2 separate regions of the Athene noctua genome follow, and region 1 is linked to region 2. A link is a contact called in public Hi-C data. All regions are on one chromosome and are shown on one strand. Each heading gives the region's core, a stretch centred on a gene start, on an enhancer-like site or on the middle of the called end of the contact. The rest is flanking DNA. Distances are from core to core; before and after follow the strand shown. Region 1 holds the start of LOC141964613 (homeobox protein CDX-1-like). Region 2 holds the start of LOC141964794 (ligand of Numb protein X 2-like).

What was found. A called contact is a pair of places that touch in the nucleus more often than the background predicts.
Region 1: a Hi-C map of heart shows a contact between it and region 2, with 2.8 times the contacts expected there. The contact joins the promoter of LOC141964613 here to the promoter of LOC141964794 in region 2. A contact is called at or near these places in 2 of 2 Hi-C or Micro-C datasets (heart and liver).

Annotation. Positions count from the first base shown.
Region 1 is chr11:11,949,758-11,953,389 of bAthNoc1.hap1.1, reverse strand. LOC141964613 (homeobox protein CDX-1-like) reads left to right here and starts at 1,415. Exons shown (of 3, transcript XM_074915222.1): 1 at 1,415-1,847. The coding sequence starts at 1,415.
Region 2 is chr11:11,814,694-11,818,341 of bAthNoc1.hap1.1, reverse strand. It overlaps LOC141964794 (ligand of Numb protein X 2-like), which reads right to left and starts at 1,299. Exons shown (of 11, transcript XM_074915545.1): 1 at 1,187-1,299.

The DNA.
Region 1 (3,632 bases), core at 166-2,665, 130 kb before region 2:
ACAACCGTGTTGTCAGGTGTGCAAAGTGACTCTTTACACCTGAGAACCAGGAGGAAGAACCTGTAAGTCTAAATGGTGTTAAAGTGCAAAAGACTCTCATGGAAAAAATACACCTCTGAACAAAGAAAAAGCTCATTATACTTTGCACCTGTTTAAGAAAAATACTTTTAACAAGTTGGTTCATTAATAAAGGTGCAATTAAGTATCACATCATTAAAGGAACAGGAATGAAAACAGTAAATTCTCATTAAGAGACAATGCTAAGGTATCCATCTCATTTAAAAAAAAAAAAAAAAAAAAAAGAAAGAAATCAACACTTGCTCTCCTCATTCCTGGTTACAGATAATCTCACAGGAGTTGGTTACTTACAAACATAGGATTGCTCCTGAAAGTTAGGAAATTGCTTTTTTGAGTTAAAAAGCTAGAATTTGTTACCATATTTCTAAGAAAAGTTGTTACTTATTGTGAACAAGCACAGCAATGAGAACAGAAAAACCTTTAGGGAAAACTACCACTCATTTCAATATCATAAGCATAGGGAAAGTGACAAATTTTGCATTCTCTCAATAACAGATTCTCTTTCTGTTAACATTGTAAGGTAGAACAGAGAAACTTCAATCAGTGGCAAGCAGCCAGCTCATGAATAGGCTTGCTAACATCAACAAGACTATTCGTATGAACAAATGCTCAAAATGACTATGAGACTTCTTGTATACCCTTTGTAATGTTAAAATCAGCAGGATTACTGTGGTTTCTGAGTGCTCTCCCACATGGACTAAGAGCTGAAGTCAAGAAGAGTGTTCATGTGAGAAACTATGTAAGAGCTGCAGTTAAAGACTGAACTGGTCCTTTGTTTTCAGTTTTAAAAAATAATATAGCACATTCTAACAAAAGAAGTACTGGACTAACAGATATCAGGCTTTAACTATAACCTAGTGCCTGAAGTTAGATTCTGACATATATTGCTCAAGAAAAATACTACTTCTACTGCCTGAACAGTTATTGGTTAACTATGTATGCAACTCTGCTTGAAGACTACAAGATTTCAAACTACATTCAAAAAGTATAGAACCGGGATGGTAATACATAAAGGATCTGTGAGAAAGGAAGCACTAGAACTAGCAGCAAGGTGGGGTTGCCTGCATGGTCAGCCCTTCATTTGAATGCAAATGTAATTTTGGGGCAGGCAGTTATCTGTGACATCAGGCAGGACCTTAGTAAACTGTTACCACCAGCACCTGGTAAAACCATTGTTAATCATGTGTAGTAAAGGGACATCAGGGCTAGCATGAGTCATTTATAGAGCCAGTCAGGGCTAGAAAAGAGAGAGAAAGAAAGAGGAGGGGAAGAGAGATCAAACAAACACTGTGAGGAGCAGGATGTCCCAGCAAGACAAAGCCAGGCTGTGAGCATCATGTATGTGAGTTATCTTTTGGATAAAGAAACCAGCATGTATCCAGGATCTGCAAGGTGCAGCAGCAACAACCTGCCAGTGCAAAACTTTGTGTCTACTCCACCCTATTCAGATTACATGGGATATCATCCTGTGCCAACTCTGGACACCCATGGACAGCCTGCAGGAACATGGGGATCGCCCTATGGCCCACAGAGGGAGGACTGGAACGCTTACGGCCCAGGACCTTCCAGCACTGTTGCTGCTGCACAGATCAATGGCTCGTCTCCTGGACAGGTCTCCTACAGTTCTGCTGATTACAGCTCCCTCCATCCTGCTGGATCTGGGGGGTTACCTCCTGTAGATACAATTAATACACAGCAAATCTCTCCCAACAGCCAAAGGCACAGCTCTTACGAATGGATGAGGAAAACGGTGCAATCTACTTCTACAGGTATGAGGGCACTGAGGTTTTATGCCAAGAAGAAATTCTACTTTTTTTTTTTCATTGTTGGGGTTTTTTTTTGCCATCTTCCCTGCTTAGAGGGAAGCATGCAGTTTAACAAAGAAAGATCCTAACTGCTAGCAGTTAAATGTTGGTTCGATTATTGGATGCTGGTTTTGATCAGCTGACCACATCTTATTTTTCCTTCTTGATCTTTAATGCTGAGCCAAGTGAAAAGCAATGTCCTTTGACAGCGAAGTATTTGCACTTCAGATATGGTAAAAACATTTGTGATATCAAATAATTGCTTTTAATAGGAGTCCTATAGATTGGAATGAAGCAGCATGTCTGCAGAAAGAAATTGTGATCAAAGTATCATATTTCTCCACTACCTATACTGTGCTTATTTTCCTCATGTTTTAGAGTACATACGAAAATTTCAAGTAAAATATATACAGTAGGGGGTTGGAAATAAGGTTTTGTATTAGAAACAACCTCTGTAAACCTTAGAACACTGAAATGAAATGAGATCTGAAAGATCAAACAATGAGTCAATGCTTTAAAAACAGGAATGATAAGGAAAGGCTCGCTTCACTTTGTAGTAGTAGCTCTCAGAATATGCAGGAATATAAAGATTCATGGTAACAAAATCAGTTAATACAACAACAGATCAGTCTCTGATGCATAATAGTTGAGGAGTACAAAACAATTCTTCAATCATATTTAACCTGTAAAAATAAGTCATGAAGCATGAGGAAAAGGTTCTGTTTGATTGCAGTTAAGAACAATAGAAAAAAATATATTGAGCATCCTTAAAACAAAAATCTGTACCTTGTATGAATAGAAAAAAAATTATGAAACAAGAAAGTGAAGAAGGAAAAGAAAGAGGAAAAACTGCCTGAAAAGAAGAGAGGCACAATCTGCTATATAAAAGTATCTGATCCTCTGAGGTGCTGAGCAGCTTTCACATGCATGGAGATCAGTAGAAATTAAGGATGCTCAATACCCCCCCTAAAGAGATGCTCACAGTATTTCAATATTACATCCCAGGAAGGTTCCCTTCCTTTCAGCCCTTCCTCCCACCCCAGCTCTGTTCCACACATGCCTATAAATAACAGTTTTCAAAGAAAGTACTGAATCAGTCTCCAATAGAAAAGTAATTACTTAAAACATTTAGAAAAATGAAAGCAACTACATAGAAAAATTGTCTGTATTAAAATAATGCATCTAATTAATATAGGCAGATGGAGTCATCTTCATTCCTGCTGAACACAACTTTAGTTCATAGAGAGTCCATAGAAGTCAACAGGACAATCAGAGTAGGTTGTTACTCTGTGTGAATAAGAATTTTGCCCCCCCCCCCCCCAAAAAAGTTTGTATTTTAAAAATCATATTTATTCTTCACTGTATACTATCTAAGAAAAAACAAAAGGGCCAGTCTTGAAAAAACTTACATCTTACATTTGAGTAGACCTTATGAAGGCAGTGAAATTCCTCACAAACTATATTAATTTACAGATGGCAGAATACTTGCTCAAAAAATCACTACATCTCATGTCTTCTTTACCTACCTGCCTTTAGCTCCTGTGAACCTAAATTGCAGCCTCTCTGACTGAAAGACCTGATGAGATTTGTCTGTGCTGTCCCTTTTATAGGGGGGACACTGTGAGACAGATAGATATAATAGACAATACCACATTCTAAGTGCCTGCATAAGAAGCATGCTTAGGGCTTTCTAACTTTCCAAATTTCAAGCCTGCAAGGATCAGAGTATTCACAGGTGTTGGGAGTCTC
Region 2 (3,648 bases), core at 50-2,549:
TATCTCCATAGGCTTGTACACCGTGACCCTGCCCTGACATACCCTTTCCACAGCAGAGACCCCCCTCAACACTTACTATCTGCACTTGAGCTGGAATAGCGTTTCATATGGAGTCTTTATACAGTTCTGGTCCTTTCGCCTTGGCTAAAAACCTGGAGCAGAAAGTGAAAATATTACCCCTTTTGGCTTGTTAAGCAATAGGGAAATATTCATTTTGCATTCCTTACTTTACCAAGGTAAAGTAGGACCAAAAAAAACACTCAAGGAATTGAAAGTGCTATTTCAAGCATGGTTTAAAGCAAACTAAGCCTACACTGCCACCGAAAGGGGCAGTCCCGCTCTCCCTGCCACCTCCTATGCTGGCATCAGCTGGCAGCTGCCTGTTCTGTTCGTTTTCAATCAGATAAAGAGGCTAATGTCAGAAGTAGAGAGAGGTCAAGTGCACACAACCGAGCAGCGAAGCAGAGTGGGATCGTCCCTTTTAGCAGCACATGGCCCCACCTCGCTTTAAATGCCCCACGAAAAACTCCTAAATAAAAAGCATTCCAGTCATGTAGCATCCCTTAAACGTTTCTTTCCAAGCCTCTTACAAACCTCTCCAGAGCACTACTTCATATTTCACATCACCTGTATTTCTTACCTTTAAGGCATTTCCAAAATGTCCACATCATCACGTTACTCTCCTTTGCCTGTTATCTCAGCTCCTATTTATAGGCTTTTTCTGCATTAATTACCAGCACGGCACCAGAAACTTGCCAACTTAATACCTCTCCATCTGCTAGCCAAGGAATTTTGCCCGAGCGTCCTCCTCCGACCCACACAAGCGGCCAGAACGCCGAGTTTGGGGTGTCCGGCCCAGGCCCGAGTGCTGCTTGCCTGCCTGACCGACCTCGGAAGAGTTAAACCCCGGGGGCAGGCGGGCGGGCGGGCAGCCGTCACCTGCGCTGCCCAGCCCCAGCCGTGCTTACCGCACGGGGTGAGGATACCAGCCCCAGCTGACTCTCCCCCCTCGCTCGGTCACGGCTGGGAAACCCTCGGCCGGGAGAACCGGGCGCCTGGGCAGGAGCTGCCGCCCTCCGCCGCTTCCACGGCGGATCCGCGACCCCCCGCGGCCTCCCGCCCCTCAGCCGCGGCGGGAACCCCGCGCCCCTCACACACACACACACACCCCGCCGCCCCCCCTCACCTGCAGGCGCCGGGGGCGGGAAGGGGGCTCGCTCGCCCCCGGGAAGGGGAGGGAGAAGGCGAAGGAAACCCAGCGCCAACTCGGCCTGCGACGGCGGCAAGCGCGGCTCCTCCACCAAGTTTCCGGGCGGGGAAGAAAGTCGAAACCTACGTGAGAGGAGGAGGCAGCGCAGCCGCCCAGGTGTCGCCCGCCCGCCCGGCACGGCTCAGCCCTGCCCTCCCCGCCGCGCTCCCCTCCTCCTCGGGCCGGCCCGGGCCGCCCACAGCCCCAGCAGCCCCGCTCCAGCCCCGCCAGAGAGCGCCGGGCCGACGCGGGGCGCCTTGTTGTCCTCGGCCGCCTGCGCCGGGCTCTCCCGCTCCCCTCAGGCTCTGCCCGGCCCCGGGGCTGGCGGGGCCGCCGCGGCGGGCGGCTGGGGCGGCTCTGCCCCGCTGTCCGGTCGCGGTGAGCCGGTGAAACAGCCGCGGAGGGCAGGGGCTGGGGGCTCACCTCAGGGCGGGACCCGGCCCGGGGACCCCGGCCCTGTGGGGAGCGGCCTCTGCCCTCGCCTAGCGACATCTCTGCTTGTGGGCTGAAGTGATTCTGCCCACCCCAGCAGTGCCCTTAAGCCTCTGCCTTACAAAAAAAAACCCCTGTAAAATAAAATAAAGTGCAAAATCTGATGCTGCTCGAGTGCAAGGAGCAAACTAGTTCAGCGAGCTGAAAGAAAAAAAAAAAAAAAGGACAGAATTTGAGGAGAAATTATTTATTTGCATTCTGCCCGCTTTCAGTGATAAACAGAAATACTGACAATTCAGAAGTATTTGGCTTGCACTTGCATTTAATTTGCTGGCAAGGCAAATCGTAGAAGTCTAGGAAGTTAGTGAGGTGGTTGCTGATCAGCTGTCGTGCTGTGGGAGGAAGCCATGGGACTGCGGGGCACTTCGTGCCACTTTGGGGCTGGTAAGAGCCAGGGAAGGGATGGCACTGGAGACAACAGAGTGCTAATTTCTGTGCTGTTACTATGAACAGGAAATAGGTCCAACTTCCAGCACTCCTGTTTAGGCAGCTCCCTGTAGCCCTCATGCTTCAAACCAGCAAAGTGCCAAACCAGGTGGGGCCTGAAAGTTTTCAAGCTGTGTTAGCATGTCCAAGCTATGAGTTTATCCCAGAGGAAGAGACCTTCCTGGATGTGTATCATCCCTTTCTTTGTACCATATCTCATTTAAGTCCACACAGTGAATTAGAACAGTTTCAAGCCAAAAAAACCCCAAATCAAACCAACCCCCAACCCATAGTATTTTCTGGGTTATAATTTCTTTCTCTGGTTCATCACACAGCCTTGGAAATACTCTTACTGCAGTCAAGAGGGTCATGAGTAATAAAGAAAATGACATTTCTGCCAATAAAGAACAAAAATATAGAACATCAAGCCATAGTTTTAGAGGAAGATCTATTAGGAAGGAAAGCTTTGTACATTGGCATAGGTAATAGCACACGCCTGTCTGCATTTGATCATTTAGGCATGTCCCACAGTTGCTGAAGTAGACTTAAATGGAGAGAGGAGTAAGTGCTTTCAAGGCCTTGAAAATACCTTCTCTGCTTTAGTAGGGCTAGGGGTCTGTGTTCTTCAAGTAAGACTATTCAAGAAATGTTGGTGCAGAGAGGAGATTGTCTTTTATTTCAGACATGGACTGATTTGGCTCAATTTACCCATCTTCTGTTAAATTTCCTATGTAATCATTTTGGTTCTTTGCTACCTTACAAAATCTTTATGTTCCCTGTTTTTGTCTATTGAAGTCTTTGAATGAGGGGCTGTGAGCTATGCTTGTTAGTGTGCGAGAGGATCTTTGTGTTGCAAAGGTGAGACAGTAGGGAGATGCACCATGTACCGAAAATGCAACAAGACCCTTTCTTTTAATTTAGATCACTGTTGGAAATATAATGGAACCGAGGAACACCAGCAACACATCTTTGCTCGAGATCCATGTTACCACAGGACATGAAGTGTAAGGTATTTTTGTAGAGCTTGACTAAGAATTGTGATCTAGATTTGCAAAACCATCGATTTCGATTAGACTAAATTAATCATTTGCAGAATTTACTTTGAAGCACCAAGGCTGAGATGGCTGAGAAGTCTGGATAGCATCACTTCTTCCAACCGTTCTGAACAAAAAAAGATTTTAGCAATAAAGTGTTTGGCTGGTCTGAGACTCTGTGCAATTAAGGTCAGGTCTGGGGAGGGAACAGCAGTCAGCAGCAGGCCAGAGCTGTGTGATGGCTGAAAGTGTGTTGCCAGCTCAGACACAAGCACTGGAGCCTGGTGCAGAGACATCAGGCTGTGTCTGCACTGTCAGCCAACCTCACACCAGAGCCAGTACACATTAAGTCAGAATTCATTTATATGGAACACTGGCTTGCATGTAAACAGGTAAAGGTTTAAGCTAAGCTCTGTGGAGCTGGAGCACTCTCAAGAGGAGAGGTTT